Regions from separate parts of the Gossypium hirsutum genome. Here regions 1 and 2 are each linked to region 3. Evidence: chromatin contacts called from public Hi-C data. All regions are on one chromosome and are shown on one strand. The core of a region is the stretch at or near the end of the contact, and the rest is flanking DNA. Distances in the headings are between cores, read along the strand shown.

Evidence for each region. A called contact is a pair of places that touch in the nucleus more often than the background predicts.
Region 1: a Hi-C map of leaf shows a contact between it and region 3, with 2.0 times the contacts expected there. The contact joins the promoter of LOC107890212 here to the enhancer-like site in region 3. A contact is called at or near these places in 3 of 34 Hi-C or Micro-C datasets (anther and leaf).
Region 2: a contact with region 3 is called in a Hi-C map of fibers, with 4 times the contacts expected there. The contact joins the promoter of LOC107888734 here to the enhancer-like site in region 3. A contact is called at or near these places in 16 of 34 Hi-C or Micro-C datasets (anther, callus, fibers and 3 more).

What each region holds. Positions count from the first base shown.
Region 1 is chrA09:13,219,022-13,222,043 of Gossypium_hirsutum_v2.1, forward strand. LOC107890212 (18.1 kDa class I heat shock protein) reads left to right here and starts at 1,407. Exons shown (of 1, transcript XM_016814702.2): 1 at 1,407-2,089. The coding sequence starts at 1,445. The coding sequence ends at 1,930.
Region 2 is chrA09:13,134,570-13,137,810 of Gossypium_hirsutum_v2.1, forward strand. LOC107888734 (zinc finger protein CONSTANS-LIKE 7) reads left to right here and starts at 1,558. Exons shown (of 3, transcript XM_016812922.2): 1 at 1,558-2,621. The coding sequence starts at 1,854.
Region 3 is chrA09:12,977,606-12,980,732 of Gossypium_hirsutum_v2.1, forward strand. No RefSeq gene overlaps it. Among protein-coding and RNA genes, the nearest start is that of LOC107889932, 12 kb to the left of the region's middle. Within about 2 kb of position 1,791, at least 2 of the 9 cell types and tissues checked have an H3K27ac peak or open chromatin away from gene starts, as enhancers often do. A contact at or near this core is called in fibers and leaf, where this site is marked.

The sequences.
Region 1 (3,022 bases), core at 157-2,656, 240 kb after region 3:
GCGTTTAGCAAGTTCTGATGCTGGGATGTGAAGAGGAAAAACTTCGGAAAATATCTTACCGAAATAAAAAGGGTAAGACATTTTCCCCAAAAAAGACCTCCTTTTCCCGTGTTTTGTATAATGTTTTACCGTAGAAAATTATTTTCAGCCAAACAAACATTGGAAAAGGCTGAAAAGCTTTTACAAAAAAGCTTTTACAGGTAAACAAACGGAGCCTAAAACTTTTCAAATAATCATGCTAAAATAGATTTTCCTTTTAATTGTTAGGAGGTTACTTTTTTAAAAAAATTATATGTTTAACTATTTGGACTGGCTGATATCACTGCAAAAGTAGAGAACCAAATTATGTCAAATTAAAACATAAATATTAAATCTCAAATATGAGTACAATAAAAGAATAAAATATACTTTGACTATTATTTTATATTAAAAGAATAAAAATAAAATAGTTGTATATGTATCATGGAGAAAAGCCTAGGGAACCGATTTTATTCGTAGATACATAATTTTTCTTAGAAAATACAGTTTTAACCCACAAAAAAGTTATCTCTATATGATAAGTTAAAAATGTGTACTTTTCAAAAAAAATAAAAATTCAACCTCAACATTTTAACTAAAATTGTTGTGGATAAAAAAAATATAAATAAACTAATGTTATTAAAAAAATAGAATACAAAATATGTCAAATTAAAATAAAGATTAAATTTCAAGTGCGATTCTAGTAGAGAGATTCGACTTGAAATTTGACCACTATAGAGATATAATAAAATATTAAAAAATAAATATTTAAAAAAGAGAGAGTCATGATAATTTTTTAATATTATTTATATAATAAAAATAGTACACTGTGCTAAATACTCACTTTTTTTATTATATTCTAAAAACAAATGACATTCAACCCATACCCACTTTTAGAAATTTTTTACTCAAAAGGTAATTATCATTTAAAATTTTTTGACTGAATTTAATATAATTAATTAATCTAAAAAGAAGTTAAATAAAAAATACATTAATAAAATTAAATAATTAATTAAAAAAATCACTCGCCACTTTTTCGAAAGAGTTAATTTGAATGTATGTCAGTTATAGATTTTCTTTAATTACGAGCAATTTGGCCCAAGCAACAAAACCATGGGCCCAAAGAGGACATTACAGGCTTTTCGAGGTCAGAAACTGACATCCATTAGGGCTTGGGCCTGCTTCATTTCCATTTTCTGGAACATCTCTCGGAACAATGACAGATGCTTACGCAATTAATTTATCCATAAACTTCTGGAACTTGTATTAGATAATGTTAAAATAATACTTGTCGACAACCTAACTTCTTTAGTGATTAAAATGCAAGAAATTATAACGACAGAAGATCGTAGAAGAACATATGAAACTATTAGTTTCATAGTAAAAATCAAGAAAGTTCAAGAGACAGCTTATTCATCCTTTATATATGATAAGTTCCATTTGTACATTATATTCATCATTACTGTATTCCCATTTCATAGAATCCAGAAGAAAGATGGCTCTCATCTCCCAATTATTTGGCGATGAAATATACGACCCTTTCCTTTCAATGGTCAACAAATGTCCAGTCCTTAACACCCCAACAGATTGGAAAGAAACCCCAGAGGCCCATGTGTTCATATCTGATCTTCCGGGGCTCAACAAAAAGGAAGTGAACGTTGAGATTGATGATGAAAGGGTGCTCAAAATATATGGAGAAAGGAAGGAGGATAAAGATGATAAAAATGTTAAGTGGCATAGAGTTGAGCGTTGCAGAGGCGAGTTCCGGAGGAGTTTTTGGTTGCCGGAGAATGTGAAGACCGATGGAGTTAAGGCATCAATGGAGGATGGTGTGCTTGTGGCGACTGTCCCCAAACAAGAAGTGAAGAAACCAGAGAAGAAAATGATTGAGATTGAGGAGATCAAGTGTTGAGTGGAAGAGATTTGAGAAAATTTTCATGTTTGTTTCAGTGTTTTCTTTGGTGTGTTTCATGTGTGTTGTTGTTGCTGCATTTTCATGTAATGTGTATGCTTCTGGCATGTAATACATGCATGTAAAGTTATGAATAAAATGTTTACTGGTTTCTTTTGAGAACGCCTTGTTCTTAGAACTTAACTCAAGCCAAAATTCTCAGTAAATCACTGAGAAAAAACCTTTGAAATAAAATACATATAAGATAACTTGAAGATAATGGGACATACACAAAAATCTCATTCGAAAAGTAAGAATACTTGAGTAAAAATATAGATTTGAAAAGTGAGTTTGAACGAAAAATAAAACTTGTTTTCTTAAATAAGTTAGGTCTTAAGTAGGATTTTTTGACTCAGGTTGAATCAATTGTTTTGTTGTTATTTCGATGATATTTTGTTGCCATTTCGTTGCTAATTTGTTATCATTTTTTTGTTACTATTTGGATATTGTATAAATTTTATTTTATTGTTAATTTTATTACTATTTTAGAGATATTTACTTGCTAAGTTGTAAATATATTACTATTATTTTTTTGGAAGGAGTATTAGTATTATTTAAGTATAAAGATTTTGGTTAATTCATTTTCTATTTTGTTGAGAAATATTTATTTTAATGTTCTTAGTGTATTTTATGTATTATATTTTTTTAAACTTGTTTTTATATAAAAATAATAATCTAAAAAAATTAATATAGACGAGTCAAGTCAAGCTTGTTTTAGCATTTTTAATTTATGTCAGACTCGGAAAAAAATTAGATCCATTTTCTAGACAGAGCCTGGACTTAAAATTTTTCATTGATCTAACTTAAACTTGACTCAATTTGACTCATGATCATGTCTAAATCAACCCAAAATCATGGTAAAAAATTGAATAAAAAATTGGAAAAGTTCAAAATTTTGTTTTTGGTTGAACTAAGTCTAATCATCTTAAATAATTTAAAATTGGAAATTAATAATATAAAATTGTTATAAAATTGTTGTATATAGAAGAGAAAAGAAATATATAAACTAATATGTTTTTAGCAAGTATAATTCTTTATCAACTAGTTATACTA
Region 2 (3,241 bases), core at 308-2,807, 160 kb after region 3:
CAATAAGGGGACCCTCAACTTTGCACTTTCTCATGCCTTTCCTTCCTGATTGGCTACTGGGTTTTTCACTGTTGACTTCCACCTAATTTTTTGCCATTAAGTCACCCCCTCCATGCCCTTATTGCATTCCTGTTTCATTAGTCCAACCTTTGGTGATTGGTTTTTGCTTCACTATCATACACTTACTGAAAAGTAATAATTTTTTGCTTTTCTGGTTTTTGAACTTCACACGAAAGCTTTAGTTTCTATGATTAATTTCACTTATAATTATTAAATTACTTTCACAATTATTATATACAATATGTTTCCCCATCCCTCTAAAGGAGGACTTAAGTTTTAAACTACAATACAAGACGGCCTGACTCACTCAGCACGATTTTTAGGTAAGATGTTTTTGGTTTGGACTTCATCAACTCTATTTCAAATTAAATAATAAAATATTTTTATTTAAATTTATTATAACAATATTTAAAATTTATATTAATAATATTAAAATATTTAATTAATAAACATTATCTAATAAAATTGTTACACATACCGTCACAATTACAATTATTAAAAATACATATGGATAATTATAACCAGAATTAATCTTATAAGGCATGATCGATAATTAGAATACATCCAGATCTATACTTTAATAAATATACACAAAGTTCACTTATAGTAGGACATAAATTAAAATGAATATTGTTTGAGAACCCACACATGATTTATATCTTAAAGTTCCAGGAGCATTAACTATGTGATTAAGCTAAGACCTTTTTGAGGTAGACCAACTCTGTCGAGAAAAGTTTGTGAAGTGTTGTTCGTCAGAAGCTGACAAACCCCTCAACTGGTCAATATTATCTGCAATGGGAGTTTTACCCCCCAACTCTAATAAAAGCCAAGTGCTTCAAGAAGTGGTAAATTCATAAAGTGAAAGCAGCTCGTCAAGTGTGATAAAGAGGACCATATAGATGGACATAGCCACCCACCAAAGACATCTCAACATTTATTCATGTAATATTTGAACTCATGTCTTATAACACTTATTAATAACTATACAACTACTTCAGTCACCAATAATAAATATATTTGAATTTCGTCATCTTTTTCACTTTTTGTTTGTTGTTTAATAATTTCTTATGTAAATACATATTAAATTTTTGATTATTTAATTATAACATTAACTTTGATATTTTTTTTACTTTTATATTTTAATTATTCTTTTCATTATTGCAATTAATTAATTTTATATAAAATAATTTCACGAATCGATATCAAAGTTACATATCTTATTTTAATTGAAGTCAGATCTAATTTTTTTATGAAATAAATTAAATATATTTAATTTTATATCATTTTTAATATTTAATTAATATTTATTATTTTTGTAATTAAAAAAATAAACTAAATAAAATATATAAATAAATAATATGAATATAATTATTTTTTATTTAAAATTTGCTTAATAAATAAATGTCAAGGAAGGTGTAAGAGAATTTTAGAGTAAAAGTGCTTGGTACCTGAATTTTAGCCTAATTGAAATATAATCTTATCTTTCTTTATTAAGCAAAAATCAAACATTTTCCTGTGTTGGCCAATTGGTATCCCTAAAACCCCAACCCTATCTATAGCGGCGAAATCCAGATAACAATACAATCTAATCTCCTTCCAATCATCTTCTTCCACGTGTACATAAAGTGCCAGCCCCAATCAACCCAATCACCATCACTTTTCCCCTGTAATTTTCTGACACTTAAGCCTCTTTCCCTTCCATATTGTAGATCCCGCTCTGTTTCCTTTCCCTCTTTAAAGGTCTCTTCTCTCTTTTTTTTTTCTTTCCATTTTCCCTCCATCCAAACAGAAATATGTGCAACAATAACAACAGTACTAGACGAAGCAAAAGAAAACCAAAGTCTCGTAGTTTTTCTCTGAAACATTCTCGGAAAACCCGAACTAAAACTAGGAGACCAAAGTACCTTAGCCTTCTTCACCTTGAAGAAAACTTACCCCAAATGCCATTAACCAACAACAACGAGAACAACAACAAAGAAATTGCAGATAAACAGCTTAATCTTTTCCCACTTCACCCTGAAAATTTAGTTGAAGATCGTGATACACAGTACGATAATGTTTCTTTGCTTTTCGACACGACAGAGGGAGATGGTGATCATGCTGTTACACTTAACGGTCTTTTAGACAGCGAAGGTAGTGATAATTATAAGAATGAAATGGCGACGGCGACGACCACGACGACGGCGACTACGGTGACGTCGGAAGAGAGTCCTTTGTCACCTTCTTTTACGTATAGGGGGTATAACTGTGAAGATCGAACGAGGTTGTCGCTTGTACGGGCGGCTATGAAAGGGAAGAAAGAGAGAGATGAGAGTGAGGAGAAGTGGGTGGTTTATTCTGAGGTTGTGGAGAAGAAAGAGATGGAAGAAGTGAGTAGCGGCGGCGGAGGAGACGGTGGTTATGATGGCGGTGCATGGTGGAGTAAGAAGAAGATGAAAAAGTTGTTGGCTTTGAAGCTTGACTATGAGGAGATAATGAATGCTTGGTCTGATAAGGGCCCCCTTTACATTGAAGGAGAGTCCCCTCAAATTGTCCCTCACTTGCATCAACCTTCTCCCAATGTAAGATCTTAGCCCCTAATCAATCATTTCTTTTTGTTTTAACTTTTTCTAATGTTAAAAGTTAAGAGTTTAAGTTAATAAAAATATTTAATTTTGGGCTTATTTAGATTTCTTTTTATAAAATAAATTATTCAGGATGATTTTTTATTTAACTTAAAAAATGTTTTTTTATGCAGAAATTTTTTTATGAGTTTGAATTTAATACGCTAACTATAGTATTAAAAAAAATTATTTACAAGTCAAAATAAATCAATAATGGTGTCTGGTAATAAATTGGAAGAGTATTGCATACATAGATAAATAATAATTGAACATCAGTTATAAATTAGGTGATGGAAGAAATAATCTTATATTTTTTTATGTTAATTGATAAAAATGTGAAAGAAAGTGGCATATGGGGGGAAAGTTGAGCCCATGCTAGCTTTGTTTCTATATGAGGTGATAATAGGCTCAATGTAGCTTTTGAAAATTATGTTTTGCACTTTTTGCTTTTCTCTTGATGGGCCCTAGTATACCTTTTAAGCCAGCTGGATTTTTCATTTTCGGCCCAGCTTTGTCACATTTTGTTGGTTGGTTGGTTGGTTGATATTAAAAATATTATATAGTTTTCCGTGACAATA
Region 3 (3,127 bases), core at 541-3,040:
TAAGGATGGCCCAAGAATTAATCACCTTTTTTTTGTTGACGATTCCCTCTTGTTTGTCAGGAACAAAAGAAGTGAAGTTGAGGTGTTTACAAAAATCCTGGACTCATTTGAGAGGATGTCGGGCCAGAGCATCAACCTGGACAAGTCAATGGTTTATTTTAGCCCTAACACTCCTGTTTCTCAACGCACATCTTTAAGTGGCTTGCTTAGAATGAAGGTGGTTGCCAACCTTGATAGTTATCTCGGTCTACCCATTCCGATTGGTAAGAAGAAGTCAGCGACTTTTCAAAGTATCTTAGATCGTGCCGCTAGTAGGATTGAGAGCTGGTCAAAAAGATTACTTTCGTATGGTGGAAAGGAGATTTTCATCAAGTCTATCCTGCAGTCTATTCCTACTTACGGGTTCTCTGTTTTCTTTGTTCCTAATGGCGTCTTGGAGGAGCTTCAATCTTTGATTTTCCGTGTGTGGTGGGGGGAAAAGAAAATAAAAGAGGCTGGCATATATTATCTTGGGACCGCTTGTGTTACCCTAAAGGAATGGGGGTCTCGGGTTCCAGGATTTGAGGCGCTTTAACGTTGCGTTGTTAGGTAAGCAAGTGTGGCGTCTTATGTGCTATCGGGACACTTTGTGCTTGAGAGTTTTGAGCACAAAATACTTTCCAGATGGGGATGTCTTTCATCCTAAGCGGATTGACAAACCATCTTTTACTTGGCAAAGCATTACAAAAGCGGCTAGTTTACTGTACGAGGGCTTCGGGTGGAATGTCGGTAAGGGAAGCAGGATTGATATTTGGCACGACAGGTGGGGTTTTGAAGGGCTTTCGGGTGACTCGATTGGGCTGCGCAGGAGGGAGGTCCAAGAGGAAAAAATGTGTGACTTGCTGAACAGTGAGAAAGATGACTGGAACGAGGGACGGGTAATTGCGATCTATGGTAAAGACTTGGGGGACCAAATATGTAAAATCCCCATTATTCATAATGGCCCTGAGGATTCTCAGATCTGGTTCCATAACCCCTTTGGCTCTTACTCGACTAAGTCTGCTTATTCCTGGCTGACGTTGAAGCATGTAGCGTTTGGCCCTCGTCGGGTTTTTTGGAAGATCACGTGGAAACTACAGACTCTTTCTAAGATTAAGATTTTTTGTTGGCGTTTGGGACACGACATTCTGCCTACATACGAGAATATATCCAACATTAGAAGGGAGTTTAATAGCAATTGTCCAAGGTGTGGGACTGTTATGGAGACTCTAATTCATGCTATGAAAGACTGTCCTAAGGCTAGAGCGGTGCTGGCTTATGAATGACTGAACAATAACTTGTTGGAAGGCTGCTACGATCGGTGTGTGGACTGGCTTGAGGATGTGGCTCGTGCACTGGACAAGAAGGCTTTTTCTGATTTCATAACGGTGCTTTGGAATATTTGGAACAGCCGCAACAATAAAGTTTTTCGGGATGTAGAGGAGGAGGCCAGAATGACTTGGGAAAGGGCTGCTGGGTTAAGCCGTGAATTTTGTATTTTTAACTTCCTGGAAAAACCGATGATTCCTAAGCCGATTATGGAAAAAGGGTGGGCGAAGCCCGGTCTGGGAGTGATTAAGATAAATTTTGACGCTACTACGATGGGAAGAAAGATGAGTTTTGGGCTTGTGGCGAGGGACCATGATGGTTTTGTCCTAGGCGGTCGAGTGGGCGTGTTGGAGAAGAACGTCCAAGCCGAGTGGGCCGAGTTTTATGCACTGGAAGAAAGCTTGAATTTTGCGCGGACAAAAAATTGGCGTAAGTTGGGGTTTGAGTTTGATTGTGTAAGCCTGGTGAATCGGCTAAATAGGATGACGGTTGACTTTTCAACCATGGGCTACTGCATCAGGGAAAGTATTAAAATATTGGATCCATGTGTTTACTTTAAATTTGTTTGGGCTCCACGCTGTTGTAATAATGCGGCTGATTACCTTTGTAAATGGGCTACTGCTCAGAATGGTATTACGGATTTTGACGTGGATTATCCTTTGGAAATCCATGATATTATTTTAAGAGATGCAATAAATTGAGGTTGACCTTCGGGTCTTTTTCTATAAAAAAAAAATGTCGCCTGGTAGTAGTTTGTGAGCTTAAGCAACTTCTTATTGCTAACGTCCCAGATATTGTTTTTCTTTGTGAGACTAAAATCAAATCTAATGGTTTCCAACGTATTCGCAATTTATGTAGGATGGAGGGCTGTCTTGCGGTCGATTCGAAGGGAAAGAGCGGGGGGCTGGCGTTAATGTGGAGAGCAAGCGTGAATGTCTCGATCCAGAACTATTCAAAATTCCATATCGACTGACTGGTTCGACTGGAGGATGATGCGGTGATTAGATTTACTGGCTTTTATGGCCAGAGCGATTCTAGTCAAAGACAGCAGGCCTAGAACATGTTGAGAAGAGTAAGCGATAAGCTTACTGAAGGCTGGATTGTTAGGGGTGACTTCAACGCCATCCTGAATGACTCGTAAAAGGAGGGTGGCCGGTGTAAACCTAAGATTTTGATGTTAAACCTTGTAATGGATGGTTTATGTGGACTAACAATAGGGAAGGAGATCGGCTCGTGAAAGAGAGGCTGGACAGATTCGTTGTCTCTGATGCTACCATGGAGAAGCTTCCCTTTCTTACTTCCTTCATCGTTCGCCAGTCCAAGTCTGACCACGAGGCTATCATGATGGATTCAGAAGGTAGTAGACCCAACAAGGCGAAGGCTGGTCAAAGGGCTTGGTTTAGATATGATACTTGCTGGGCGGATGAGCAGGAGCTTAAAGACATCATTTCAAGTATTTGGTCGAAGAAGGATTGTTCTATGATAGATAAAATGGACCTGACTCGTGATAAGTTGGGTCCGTGGCTATATCATCGCTTTAGAAGAATGACGAACAAAATCAAAAAGTTGGAGAAGGAGATTAGTCAGCTCATGGATGGCGGTTCGAACGAGTGGACCACGCGTTAGCTTAAACAAGCTCGTGGAAAGCTTGGCTATCTTTATGATGTTGAGGAAAAATACTGGGCTCTTAGGGTGCGCTCCCAGTGGCTGAGGGAGAGGGATAGAAATACTCGTTATTTTCACGTTCGGGCGTCGGGTCGTAGAAGGAAGAACAATATTT